3 separate regions of the Mus musculus genome follow, and regions 1 and 3 are each linked to region 2. A link is a contact called in public Hi-C and HiChIP or PLAC-seq data. All regions are on one chromosome and are shown on one strand. The core of a region is the stretch at or near the end of the contact, and the rest is flanking DNA. Distances in the headings are between cores, read along the strand shown.

Region 1 (4,773 bases), core at 1,646-4,145, 550 kb before region 2:
ACTTTTCAGAAGATTCTATTATAGTGTTTACGTTTTTTTAAAGTGTATATTCTCCTCACACTGAAGGAGGTGACCTATCAGTTACAGAGAGCCTGTACTTCTCCAACAAATAGCCTTACATCCTTGGTTTAGTTATTTACTCAAGTGGGAAGCAGTGCTAAATCGCTCCAGAAAATGTTGTAAATCTCCTAAACATGAAATTAAAGTGAGCCTTCTCTGAAGAAAGACTCTTGAGCTTCTCTATCCCTCACTAGGTGTCCTCATCTTTTCAAAGCGGATGAGAAGACTTTGCTGTACATATCTGGAAAGAAATACATTGGGTCCTTTCAGAACTATCCTATCCTCATATTTGAAATCATTCACTGTATTTTGTGTTCTGGGGAAGGCACGAATGCTCTTCCTTAACACACTGGATTGTGTGTAAGGTGTGTACTGGTCTGGTCTGTATTCTGTTTTTTCTGTATTCTATGTTGGTGTTTGTGCTGCCTGCTCCATCATTCCTGTGAACTCTACCACATCCTTCATTTCGCTGAATGGGTTTGGGCTTTACCACTCATCAGCATCTTCCTTTACAGTACCAAACTTGATCTGTCAATTCTTCATGGTAACCAGGCTGTTCCCTGACATTGATCATTTGTCTGTAGTGATCAGAACCTTACATTGTTAAAGCCATCTGTTCCTTTTAAGTTTCCCATATCCAGAATGAGATGGCAATTTTCACATCCATCATAGTCTCTCTTTTTGTTAACCATACATTTACACTGTTACTAGAGATGTAAGCTTTCTAACCACTCTGGCTATTATGGCCTTGCCTTCGCTTTATCTCCCCTTTTGCATTCAGCTTTTCTACTGAGCTTTGATCCATTTGTCCTAGCTCTAGTACAACTGTTTCTTCTTTGATGATACTTTTAAACTCACATTTTTCTAATCAATAAACTGCCTAGAAACACTTCAATAGTGGATTGATCAGTTTACCTGATTTCTTTGTATCATTTTTGTTAGTGGTGCTGTAAGGTCATGGTATGTGAGGCCACAAGGACTGGAGCATGTCTACTGTCCTGGTCAACACTATATAATGTGTGCACCGTAGATGTGTGAATAAAACAGCTATAGTTTTCTTCGGCTCGGAACTTGTCTGTTTGTCTGCACTTACCACTTCTTTCCTCAAGTCCATATTCAATGCAAGCTCTTCATCTATTTAAGCCTGGATTTCTTCATTGTCGCCTAGAACTTGGCCATTAATACCTCCCAGAAATATTACATTCAGCACATCCTGTTATATGTAGCTGGGAATTTCTGTTGAATTTGTGTCAAAGAAAGTGAATTGCTAATAACACCACACATTGTTTTGCTTTTATTTGTTTCCCTGCGATAATAACTATTTTTAACATTTCAAAACTTAATCTATGTGGAACATCACAATTCCAAGATTTATAGACAATTTTGACCCTTCAGAATAAATAATATCCTCCCTCACTTTCTTTTATATCTTTAAAAATAAGATGAATTTTATTTTATGTGCACAAATTCTTTTTTTCTATATGCCTGTAATTCCATTACCTGGTGCCCATGGAGTCCAGAAGATGATTGTCAGAACCCATGGAAATTTGGTCAGGGAGGGTTGTCAATCCCCTATGTCTGTGTTAAGATATGCGCAAAGGTATTCTCTATGACTTGTATGTGTGTTCTTAATCACTGAGCCATTGCTCCAGCGGCATTTCTGTGTTTCTAAGTCTTTAATTTTGATGAAACTTCAACAGGAATTCTCAAATGTCAGGAATAAAATTGATTGCAAAGTTTTCTCATGAGAACGTTTATTGTAATATGTGATAGCTTTATCCCAACTCCACTTCACGTAGAGCACTCCAGAACAGTTTCCTAAGGCCCAAGGCCTATTCTAGGTAAAATTGATCTTCTAAGCTAGCTTTTGGTCAGTGATTCTTAAGCTTCCTAACACTGTGACCCTTTAATACACTTCTGCATTTTATTGCGACCCCCCAAACCATAAAGATTGCTACTTCATAATTGGAATTTTGCAACTGAAATGAATAACAATGTAGATATCTGATGTGCAAACTATATGATATAAGACTGAAGAGTCATTAGACTGCCAAAAGGGTCACTAGCCACAGGTGGAGAACCCCTGTTGTAGGTAGTACAGTGAGCCACCTGTGTAGACTAGAACACACTGAGAATGTACTGAAAATAAACAGAAAAAAATCTACATAAACTATGAGCTTGTTTAAACAGCTTGCCACAGAGAACGTGCTATCATGTCACATTTTATGGGTCACATATGCAGGTTTTTCTTCATATTATTTGGACTTATTTTTCCTCTTAGTTTATAGTGGTCATGTGCTTAATTAATTCTTAGGAAAGTTTGAATAGTTGGAGTTTTTTTCCCCCCATATGAGTAGAGAAGAAACTTTGAAGTCAATCTTTGGCAGTGTGATAGGGAACAGATACATAAACATAGAACCTCTAACTGAGCTCTCTGTACCTTGAAACTTTTATTTATGGTTAAATAAAATACACTTTTCAAAAGGGTACGGTATGTTTCACCCATTGATGAAGCAAGCATCAAGTGGTTTCTCTCCAAATTGAAATGAAACATAAAAGTTCACTGAAAAGCAAACCTCAAGCATTTAGTATCTCAGAAGCTTTTAGTGGCTCATGACTTGATTTATTGACCACGAGAGCAAAGAAATAACGAATTAAATTAAAACAAGGAGTCGGATCTTTGAAGTTAAGTTTGTAAAAGTGGCTCAATCATTTTTATAACAAGGACAAATGATTCTGTTTGTTCCTTTGGGTGAGGCAAGCAGGGTGGTGCTGGGGAGGGAGGGATGAGCAAGGAGCTGCACTCTGCTCTCTTGTTGTCTTTGTTCTTTGAGAACTTGGAATCTACAAGGATTTACAATGTGCATTATCCACGCATGAGCCTCCAGGAGAGAATGAACATGTGCTGGAAGGCTGAGAAAGATGAAGATCTTCTTTCTATTCCAACAGAAAGATATATAACACATGCATAAAAGCACGAAACTATTAGACAGTAAAATCCCAGACTGTGGCTTTCAGAAAGGATTTTGAGAGTGTGATGCTGGACATAAATCAGAAGGTACGAGTCTGTGCTGTAATGGTGGTTCTTTGACATTCTAATTATCCACAGAGCAATTTATCCATGTTAAATGTACTTACTCAATCTGCTTTCTTGAGCCAGAAACCAGCACATTCCAAGCACCTCATGCACAACTACAGGAATTTTGGCAAAAAACATGTGCGTCTCTTTATTTCAGAACAGTATGATGATATACTATGTACCCACCTGGACTTGAAATAGTTTACATACACACTTTGGTGAATAAAACCCTTCATCTACTTTAAGGAAGTGGCTTCTTTTCAATTTCAAGGAATATTATATTTAGCAATAATATATATTTTTAAATTGCTGATAGCATATCTGAAAATTTCTCAATGAAATAATTAGATGCAAGGTAAGTATGCTAATTAGCTTTATTTAGTCACTGTGATGGTTTGTATATGTTTGAGCCAGGGAATGTGGCCTTCTTTGAGTAGGTGTGTCACTGTGGGTGTGGCCTTTAATACCCTAGTCTTAGCTGCCTGAAGTAGGTGTTAACTAAGTAGCTGCTAACACCCTTCAGATGAAGAAGTAGAACTATCAGGTCCTCTTGCACCATGCCTGCCTGTATGCTGACATTTTTCCACCTTGATGATAATGAACTGAACTCTGAACTTGTAAGTCAGAATCAATTAAATGTTGTCCTTTTAAGAGTTGCCTTGGTCATGGTGTCTGTTTACAGCAGTAAAGCCCTAACTAAGAAAGTCACTTTACAATGTACATGTGCATCAAACCATTATACCTTACATTCCATAAACACACACACACACACACACACACACACACACACACACACACACATTTATATAATTATGCATCAATTAAAATTCAATAAGGCAAATGAATGTATTAAAACATACTACTAATAAACATGAATATATCACATAAGCCTACATAATAATTGAGGAACTTAGGCAGATCATATTGCCACATAAGCCAGTACAGAGAAAATTGAAGCCTGTGGATAATCCTCAAAACAGAGAAGAAGGACGGCATTGCAGAGTATTTGCAAAAGAAGCCAGTGAAATTTCAGCTGACTTAGGAGAGTTGACCAAAATGATGCATTTGAAGATACTGTCTTGCTTCTTGAACATTTGCAGTTCTGGCTTATCAAGAAGAAATGGCCTTTAGCTTAAGGGACCTAAGGCCCTTTGAGAAGCTCAGCTGGAAATGTTTTGTTTTTCATGTTTTCTTGTGCTGTAAACAATAGCTTGTCATATACAGGTGAATAATTGTAGGTATCATGTCTATAAATGCTCATGCCAATGCTCAGAGTTTAAATAAGCTTGCCTATATTGTGTGACTTTTCCCGGAGAGACATAAACAAATGTCTATGAACCCCAGGAAGGGAATCAATGACAGATCAAAGAAATTATTCTATCCAAGTTGGCTTACTGAATAAGTGAGCTTATTGGTTTTACATACAAGAGTATAGGTTACTGAAAAGCCCATAACCGTGGGAGAGATGTCTCATGATGTCCACATTTCTGATGCTTTCTGCATATCTTGCTGGCAGCTCTGCTGGTCCGATTGTGTATTCTTCCCAGAAATTGCAACTTATATAATTTTGAGGAGGGTCCTTGTGACTCTCACAAGTTTCAGAAACTTTATAAGGCTCTTGAGCTGTTTACTTT
Region 2 (4,754 bases), core at 179-2,678:
CAATGTGGTCACAGTTGACTTTTCCAATCCTTTCCATAGCCCATGCGTCCTCTCCACTCTGAGGTTGCGGGGCACTTCCCGCTCCCTCTACTCAGTGAGCTTCGGAAGTTGCAAACTGCCGAAATCTGCCCCCACCCCAGAAAGTGCACGCGGACTCAGGAAACTCCCATCTGCAGCGCCAGAGACCCGACCATCAGCTCCACGACTGGAGGACCCCACATGCCACCGCACAATGCCAACCCGAACGCACAGCGAGACGCGGGAAGGGGGAGGAGGGGGCGATACTCACCGTTCTGTTCCTTGTCGCTGGAGAGCTGCAACTTGCTGCTCAGGTTGGACTCAGCCCGAGTCCCCGTTCTTTGGCCGGCCAGGGCAGATGTCAGCAGGAGGAGGCCGAGGAGGAGCATTTGGCTGACTGGGGCGAGGGCTCACTCGCGGCGGGCACTGGGGAAGCGACGACTCCAAGGCTCAGCCCAGCCGGGGAAAGGCTGCGCTGCGGTGGAAGCGCCTGGCCGGCTCTGGCAGCAGAGAATCGCAGGGTAGTTTCCACATAATCCCATCCAAAAGTTTTTCCTAGAGCCCTCTTCTGTGTCTCCAGTTTTTGAAAAGGATCAAAGCAAAACCTGGACCTGAACCAGTTTCCCAAGGTTTAAACAAATCCTGAGCTGTGCCGAAGTGCGGGGGGTGGGGGTAGGCGAGGGAGGAAAGAAGGGGTGGGGACGCGGGGGAGCGGCGATGAGTCGTGGCGACTCGCAGGGAGCACCTGTCAGTTTGGGGGACAGGACACAGGCGAGGACTCGGGGTCCCGCCAAGCCAGACTGGAAGCCAGGTCGGCAGCGAGGCGAGCACCTTGGGATCAATGACAAAGCTGCTGATCGGGGCGGCAGGCGGCGCCCCACCCCCACCTGGGGGGAGGGGACCGTGCCCTGCGAGTGCCGCGCGGGTCCCGGGCGGGCAGAGAGGCCGCGGGGACGACTCGGGACTGGCCCGGATCCACCGCGGAGCCTCCTCCTTGCTGCAGTCGGTGGCCACCGAAGTTCCCTCGGGTACCGGCGAAGTGCTGCGGGAAGCCGGGAGAGCTTGGGCGGCTCGGAGTCGCGAGCGCTCGGATGCCTGCCCTAAGGCAGGGCAGGACGCAGGGCTGAGGAGAGGTGGCGGCTAAGCACGGGCGGCTAAGGGAAGGCCTGGCTGGCCTGGAGGATCGCTCTTGTCCCCTCCCCGTCTCCACTTTCCCCCAGCGGGCGGCGCGCGGGGCGCGGGGCTGGCGGCCGGGCGGGCGCGGGGGGCGCGGGGGGCGCGGGCGGCCAGCTGGCGGGCCAACAGGTGCTGGCGCAGACAGGGGGCACTGCGGGCCCCGCGGCAGACGGAGCCCACACTGCGGCGAGGAATGCCGCCAGGCGGCCCCCAGCTTCCTTTCCCCTGGGCGCCCCTAACCCCAAATAAGGAGTCTGCGGGCTGTTCAAGGGTGCTGCAAACTCAGAGAAAGAGAGAGGGAAAAAAAAGTAGGAGAGGACAGCCACTCCTTCTCTTCTGGCTCTCCCTGGCTGTAACTTGTCTTTCATTCCTAAGGGGATCCCCACTCCCAAAGCGCTTTGTCAGGACTCGTGGCCAGAGTTCTGCACTGAAGGAGGGAAGTTGAACTCAAGATGCTTCCAGAATGGCTCTGTCTGAAGGAGAATGAATAAATCAAAAGTAAAGATAAAGTCAGAGTTGTAACATGAATTGAAGCCATGCACCACTGTATCCACATGAACCCTGTTTGGAGAGGAACTGGGGTTGGAGGGTACCACTGAGCAGAAGAAAGAGTCCCTGTCCTTTGCAGCTGGGTGCTGCATGATAATGAAATCTAGCTCCTAGAGTGTCTGGGGACATAGTGTGGCAATTTACACATAGGCTGTCCTGGAGCCCCTAATGTTTGAACTGGTTGCCTTTATGCACGAAGTGCTTCGTGCTGAGACTAAAGTTCCTATGGGGTTATCTAGAATGAGAAAAACATGTTAGTAGGGCCTAGGGTGGTTCCATGTGCAATACATGTGTCTCTGATAGGATTCCAATATGCTTTCCTTATCAGAAAATCCTCGTGAAAGCGTTGAAGGCACAGTAGGGTTTGAAATCTAAACAAAAGATGCATCTTTGGATGGAGGGGTAATAAAAAAAGAAAATGAAAATAAGGAAAATAAAAATAACATTAGAGCAAGCAAATGCCTTGGTGTGCAGTCAGACAGATGTATCACCAAGTACTTAGTTGAATCAGTCAGGGCATGCAATCCAACCATAGAACCAAGGTAAACATAATCCTGAAACCGGGCATGACCTGGAGACAGAAATAAAAGATGGGACCAGTCCAAACGATAAAATGTTAATCTTTTCCTTTGTTCTTGGACACCACTGGGGCCTACCAAACAACCCTGTTCTAGCCAGGTCTCTGTCCTCTTCTCTCTTCCTTCAAATGAGTACTTGACAGGTTGTTCATTATAACTCCTGCTTGGCATCCAGGAAGTCCCCGGGACCAAATAAAGAAAGATGCTGTTCTCCTGTGAAATCCTTACAAACCTGTTCCATTCATTCATTCTTATCTGTGGGATTTCCACCTTTACAGTGTTGGATAGAAAGTCTCTTGCTTAGACTTTAAGTGTATGGATGTTAATGGTACAAGCCTTGTTACTTTATTCAAGTTAGCAGTGCATCATCTTCAGTGCCATTCCATTGTGACATACGTGTATTCCAAAAGTGTTCTGTACATTCCTGAATATGCAAAGGAGAGTTCCCAATTTTAATCAAAATGAGACACCAAAAGGCATGCTTTCTCGGTAGATCTGTTTGCAATCCAATCCATTAAGGTCCAGTTTTTGTCATTTACTTAGTTTTCTGATCAAGGTTTTGTAAATGTGCTTTTTTTGCATCTCCACACAGTTGGAGTTCTTGACCACCCACATAGGATACGTGTGCACTCCTACTTAATCCATTTGCACTCCAAAGACTGCAAGGAGTGATGACTAAGCTTTACTTTGTATCGCTTCAGATTGGCTAGAACAGTGCCTGGCACATCGGGATCATAAATAAACACATTGGACTGACTGACAGGTTTCTTTATTGGACTCACATTCTCCCTGGAATTTCAGAGAAGGTTGTATTTGAAAAGTTACAGATGATCTACAATACCACGCCACCTCTGTGTTTCACCTCATCCATATTCTACAGAATGATTTGACAATTGCCTTATAAATAAAGCCAGCCAGGTGCTCCTGAGTGACCCCAAGACAAAATCACAGCCACATTGGCTGTTTCTTTTCAGTGCGCTCACATGGTTGTTGTTTGAACTGTTCTTGCCCTTGGCAAAGTTCTCTTTAACACTTTGTCCTCTGCTGGCATTTTGTTCTCTCTTGCTTTTAAACTCTCCCCAGGAAAGTAAAAAACCCTTGTGTTGAGAGTCAGTTTTACAAAATCCAGAGTCCTGTAATTACCAAACAATCCATTTTGAATGAATTTGGCTTTGTTTTAGCCCAGGGCATTTTCCTTGAGGAACAGCATCCATGCAGCCAACCAAGAAAAAAATAATTTCAAACATTCTTTGTGGTTTTCTTCTCTCTCTCTCTCTCTCTCTCTCTCTCTCTCTCTCTCTCTCTCTCTCTCTCTCTCTCTCTCTTTCTCCCTCTCTCTCTCTTTCTTTCTTTTTTTTCTTTAACTGTAGGAAGCTGTGGGCATAGTGACCCTGCTCCCTGCTCGATGCATTGGCAGAGATAGCAAAGTGAAACTATACAGAAATTATGGAAGGATGCACTTGATTTGGGATGGCCATGTAGGTGAGAAGAGAATAAGTAGATAGATAGATAGATAGATAGATAGATAGATAGATAGATAGATAGATAGATAGATAGATTTGAAACTGAGATACACTTCCTAACAAGATATTCCACCAGTTAATTCTAAAATTATGGGAAGGGAAGAAGGACAGGGATTGTAGAAATGTGTTTTTCAACCAGAAAAACAAATAATACTGACTGTATTGTCCTTTTGCAGTAATACACAGAGAGATACACACACAAACATTCACACACACACAGAGCCACACACACACACACACACACACACACACACTAATTTTAAGACATTTCACACACCTTTTCAGCATTTCAGTGGTAGGCAATTGAGCATGAGTTCCTAACGCTCCGAACCTTTGTTCTTCATAAACGCCCATCACTCTTGTTCCAGAATGGTAACAAGCAACAATTATACCCACATATGGAAAAGTCTTGGTCCAGGAAATTGTTACTAAGCAAAGAAAATGCCACAGACCACAACAGAAATAATATCTGTTCCTGGGGAAAAAAATAGCAATAAATAAATAACTGAGACACGTTGCCTACAAGCTTTTCTCTCTGCGATCTGCTTTCTCTAGTCACTTCATATTGGTTGTGGAAGCTCTTCTTTATAATATAATAATAATAATAATAATAATAATAATAATAATTTATAATAACTAGACTGGATTTCCAATCTAGAAATAACAAAGCACACTTGTTCTTACATTTACACTTTTGGCATCAGGTATCTCTTCCTCTCAGAGCCCTCTAGGCAAAACTTACCTTCTATGGCAGATTGAAGATGAATTTGTTAAGGCCCTTCTCTCCAAGGAATGGAAATGTGCTCACTTTGACTTTGAGATGGGGTAAGACAGTTAGGGGTCAGAAGTTCGATGTGTGTGGTCCAAGACAGGACACACAGGTGACAAGGACAGTTGTTGAAATTGCCCT
Region 3 (4,899 bases), core at 115-2,614, 530 kb before region 2:
AGTCACTAATTTTTGTATGTTTAACATTTTTTGAGTTGCCAATGCAACTGGATTATTATAGTAAATAATAACTTCCCATTAAAGGGAGAATGTAATGTAAATCAGTAGCCTATGATATGGACAGCCCAGTTCTCAATGGCCAAGTGGTTGCTTGTCTCATCTGGCTTCATTTTAATTTTATTTAAGTGGTCAATTTTTCACAGGAAAGTCTAGTTATATACTGAAACAGCTGTATAGTTATTAAAATGTAGAAATCTTTTAAACTAATAAGCCTAAGAAAACTTAATAAGTTTCAAGCCATCTTTGGGAACTGCAGCTGATGATAGATTTGGGGTTTGAAGGACCTGAAAAGGCTAGAAGAAGTTGGGAATGCTTTTAGTCATGGTAAAGAATGGTTGCCTCTCAAGTGTTCCTACTGAAAATGGCCCATACAAGAGTACAAAGTTGGAGACAGGAACTCTGCTAACAAAATAAGTATGATGTGATAAAGAAACTGAAGATTAAATCCCAAGGTAAATACAGAAGTAGTTTTATACCTCCTGCTATTATAGTGAACTTGGCTGAGTGTGTGTACTCGTTAGTAATCAAAGGATTAGTTTCACAGGAAGATAAAGGGGCAGCTTTAGGTGTTGGTATATTTATTTTATTTCTGACTGATTATAGGTGCATTTCCAAGTCTTTATCTAACTTCTGCTTGGTTAAGGTAACCATATTCCGCTTTTTCTGTCAGGAAAACAAACTGTAGATATGAAGTTCAGATTGTTGCTTAGAAGCCCTTGGCGATTCGGGTTGCCCAGAACGTCTATGAAGTCAGAGAGGTGTGCATAAAAGCTCAGACTAGCGTCAGCCTACCTGCCACACCCATTCAGTAGGCCTAGACCCAACTGAGGACATTTAACTGGTGCCTAGCTATGTTTAATACAAACTCCAGAGACAGCTTCTTTTCATAAATATTTTGTTTTACATAATTATTGCTCAATTCTCATAACTGCTTTTGCCTTGCACTTTTGATTTGAACTTTGCTGAGGCTGGAGACCTGCCCTGAACTCTTGCCCAAAATAGCTTTTGCCAGCTCCTTGATCATTATACCACAGCTTCTGGTCTCCGAAGACTCCTACTGAGCAGAACTGGGTAAATGCAAAGGGTCAGAATTAACACATGCTTCTCAAGCGGGTGTGTGAGAGTTAGAGTGAAATCTAAAGGGAATATATGTGGGGCAGTTAAGAGTGGATACTGACTGAAAACCAGCCTCTCTTGATCACAAAATAACAAGTAAGCTTTCATGGTTTGATCCTGAATGAAAAACAAAAACAAAAACAGAAGTAAAACACTCACAGTGATGCAAGTTGGCTTCTGAGTCAGGAAGGTTTTGGCTTGCACCATTTCCCAAATTGGCACACTTTTTGGAAATGATGTTCAAGGCAACTCACAGAGGAATGGAGAATGCAGTTCCCCCTTCTCTGAAAGAATATACTACCATGCTTCTATCTCCAGGACATGCTCACCCTTCCCCTTCTGGAGGGAGATGTCCTCCATTCTAGTTTGTTACTCATTTTGAGGTAACACAGCACTCTGCAACAATGATTGTCAAAGGATCACATAACACTGGCTGAGTCTGACTCATGAAGTATTCAATTAGCTCTGTGAAATATGAAGGGATCTAAAGGAAGCTGATTAAAATAATCTTCATTTTATGCTTCCAGGTTATTTACTATAAAGATACCCAGTTTTATAGAACCAAGCAAAAGGAATGAGGTTGGTGTTTGGTGCAAATCTTATGTCCTCTTCCAAAGATTTTGGAGCAATGGTTAATAAAATCATGCTGCCCATAAACCAACTTGGTATTAGAAAGTAGAATGCTAGAGATGTTTCGTCTGTAGCCACACTGGAAGAGATGTTGGTGTAGATTTAAGTAGTTAATGAGAGGACAGTCTTCACTTCACAGTGGAAAATTTTGAGACAGCATTATCGCTCAATAATGGTGAGCCTGATTCAGGAGGAGAGCTCTCAGTTCCAAGGACTGAATTTCACAGGAAATCCAGCTAATGTTTAGGGAATTATTGTTGTCATGGAACAATGGATTCTGCCAGCTCCTTATTGCCATCTTTTACACTTCTGGTTTTCTGTTTTTATCCCACTTACTACTTCATGATACTTTCAAATGTTATGTCTTTGTGTTTAGTAATCACTGCTGAAAAGAGAATAGTCTTATAGTAAGTAGCTTGATTATTAGAATTCTGTTTAGATACAAATTTATCATGTACATTTTTACACAATTTTATACTTTGACCACTTCTAAATAAAATCAATTTCTCTTAAGATTCTTGCATTTTTCAAAATAAGCTGCTGAGTTCATCTCTTGCACAATCTTGATTCCTGAATGTGGTTAGTGACTCAGTGCCTTCTCCTAAAAGTTCTCTTTGATGTAACCATTTCTGGGGGGATATTGTAGATGGGTAACTTTCTACAGGAACACATGGTAGGGAGGACAGCAAATGAAAACATGGTCCAAGAAAATTATGTCTGAGAAAAGCACAGCAACATGAACACCAGACTGTGTATTTTTATGAATGTTTTAGGAAAGTTTAGAAAGTATCACACTTCACCATGAGGTGAATGAGAATTGGCCCAAGTGCAATACAACTTAAAAACAGGACACGTGATGCAATGACATATGAACAGTCAAAGAACTAGTACATACCAAGTTTAATTTTCCTTTCTTCCTTGTTGAAATAGGTTTACACTAGCCAGACACAGTTGTTCACATCTCGAGCCATTCTGTGCAGAGTTCTGCCACTACAAGAGAGTATAAACAACAGAAACAGACCTTGATCAGGCAATAGACATAGTAATGTAAAGTGTCTTTAACTAAAGCTTGGGTCCAGATAGACAAGCTTCTGCATTCTCCCCAACGTCAAAGATGGACTAACACCAATGCTCTTAAGACTATGTGAAAAATAGTATGGGAAGAAATGTTACCAGACTGTGAAGGCAGTGTTACCTCCATAACAAAACTAGATAGTGGCACGATTGAGAAAGAAAATCATAAACTAATGATCATGGATCCAAAAATCAGGATTTCTCAATAAAATACTGGCAAGCTAAATTTAACAGCACATCATAAAAAGATTACTAACCATGGCCAGCTTGCCACCATTCCAAGGATCCAAGGATGGTTCAAAAGCTACAAAGCAGTAATTGTAACACCACACATGTCACATACTCAAGAGTACAAATCCTATGATCATATCTGAGGCTACAGGAAAGAGCTTTGACTCAGTCCAGCAACACTCCTTACAGAAATCCTGTAAATGAACAGGAATGGAGCAATGGGCAACTGTTAAGAATGTGTATGTTTCTTGCTGAAACAGAATCTGGTTTCCAGCATCCATATTAGAAAGTTTACAATCTATAAATCCTACCTTAGATGATCTGATGCCCGTTCAGGCCTCTATAGACATCTGCTCACAATGCTTATACCTACATACATCTCCTCATGAATACATATACACATAGTAAGCTCTTTTAATTAAATACACCTTTACAACAAAAACCTAAAGAATCTAATTAGAACCAGAACATATATCAACATAATAGAGATTATATTATAAGCCTATTGCCAGTATTAACTAAAATAAAACAAAAATGTACTGATAAAATCAAGGATGAAATAAGAGCATCGATTTTCTTCATTCTTTTATGTAGATTAGAAATTTTTCAATGTTAATGATAGAAGGTATTTTATTTTTAATGAAATACACATAACATTTTAATAAAAAGATATCAATTTTATTGTAATAAGTCTTTGTATGTGCATGCAAACATTTTTTATTGGAACACAATAAGAAGCCATCTTACCTGAATAAATTTTTGTTAAAAAAAAATGCTACTAGAAGTTTTATGTAAACTATTTTCCTCTGTCCTTTTTTGTCTCTTCCTTTGACTATTTTATAGACCATGCTGGTTTGATTTTATTTGATGATTTATATCATTTTACATTTTAATATTTGTGTCTTTGATCTTCTTTCCAACGCTTTCTCAGTGATTCTAGACTAATATTCTAATTATGAATATATTTTGGATATATATCAATATCTAACTGTCTATCTATCTATCTATCTATCTATCTATCTATCTATCTATCTATCTATGTACCTATCTTTCTAGCTCTCTATTTTTATTTCTATCGGTCTGTCTGTATCTAATGTTTCAATCCATCACTACATTTATCCTTCTGTGGCAGTATTTTTCATAGGATTTGTTTACTGATGGCTAGTTCTCAGTTGTTTATTCTTAATTAATTTTACCATGTGTTCCTTTATCTCTTTGATAACATTTCATAGTCTAATACTAGGAATCTGCTATGTCTCATTATTTTTCCTGTGGAACTTAAAATTCTGCTGCATGGCATTGCTATCTGATGATTTTTGTTACATTATCCTTGTCTACATATTTCTAAAAATAATCACACAGAGTCAAAGCCTCATTTCTTACATGGTAAATCTGAAATCATTCTCTTCAATGGACTCTTCCCTGTGACATAATATATTTAATTAAATAGATTTCTCAAGAGATAGAAAGGTCTGATAAGCTGAAAACAAACCACTAATAAAATTCAGGGATAATATTGTTAGTACTCCATTTAATATTAAAAATTGTTAATTTTTCAGCCCATCTTTTTAAATTATTTGTGTACACTTCTTAGATAAATATGAAGCAAAATTTATAAATCTATCTGTTCAGTTATAATTATTGTAGGCTCTTTGTCAACATAGATCCTGAAAATAAAGACACAATAATTATACTCTAGCACAAGGTAAGATACAAACAAGAAACTCACCAAAAGACACTCCTCACAGTATAAGTATTCTAAATTCATAATATTTCAAAAATAAATTT

What was found. Hi-C and Micro-C count contacts between places; a contact is called where the count stands out from the background. HiChIP or PLAC-seq counts read pairs in DNA pulled down with a chosen protein or histone mark.
Region 1: a contact with region 2 is called in a Hi-C map of uterus, with 3 times the contacts expected there. The contact joins the enhancer-like site here to the promoter of Pdgfc in region 2. A contact is called at or near these places in 11 of 39 promoter capture datasets (the 3T3-L1 cell line, 3T3-L1-derived adipocytes, the C10 cell line and 7 more), 9 of 484 Hi-C or Micro-C datasets (cerebral cortex, cortical neurons, embryonic fibroblasts and 3 more), 4 of 115 datasets of contacts at active chromatin or transcription factors (bone marrow-derived macrophages, cardiomyocytes, embryonic hindbrain and 1 more) and 3 of 9 other capture datasets (adipose tissue, embryonic stem cells and liver).
Region 3: a contact with region 2 is called in an H3K4me3 HiChIP or PLAC-seq map of bone marrow-derived macrophages, with 11 times the contacts expected there. The contact joins the enhancer-like site here to the promoter of Pdgfc in region 2. A contact is called at or near these places in 10 of 39 promoter capture datasets (the 3T3-L1 cell line, 3T3-L1-derived adipocytes, cranial neural crest and 6 more), 1 of 15 datasets of contacts at CTCF or cohesin (large pre-B cells), 12 of 484 Hi-C or Micro-C datasets (3T3-L1-derived adipocytes, the C2C12 cell line, the HPC-5 cell line and 7 more), 9 of 115 datasets of contacts at active chromatin or transcription factors (the NIH/3T3 cell line, bone marrow-derived macrophages, cardiomyocytes and 5 more) and 3 of 9 other capture datasets (adipose tissue, embryonic stem cells and liver).

Annotation. Positions count from the first base shown.
Region 1 is chr3:81,581,938-81,586,710 of GRCm38.p6, reverse strand. No RefSeq gene overlaps it. Among named protein-coding and RNA genes, the nearest start is that of Gm52636, 45 kb to the left of the region's middle. Within about 2 kb of position 2,895, at least 6 of the 459 cell types and tissues checked have an H3K27ac peak or open chromatin away from gene starts, as enhancers often do. A contact at or near this core is called in uterus, where this site is marked.
Region 2 is chr3:81,033,090-81,037,843 of GRCm38.p6, reverse strand. Pdgfc (platelet-derived growth factor, C polypeptide) reads right to left here and starts at 1,428. Exons shown (of 6, transcript NM_019971.3): 1 at 290-1,428. The coding sequence starts at 407.
Region 3 is chr3:81,560,561-81,565,459 of GRCm38.p6, reverse strand. No RefSeq gene overlaps it. Among named protein-coding and RNA genes, the nearest start is that of Gm52636, 67 kb to the left of the region's middle. Within about 2 kb of position 1,364, at least 17 of the 459 cell types and tissues checked have an H3K27ac peak or open chromatin away from gene starts, as enhancers often do. A contact at or near this core is called in 3T3-L1-derived adipocytes, adipose tissue, bone marrow-derived macrophages and 1 more, where this site is marked.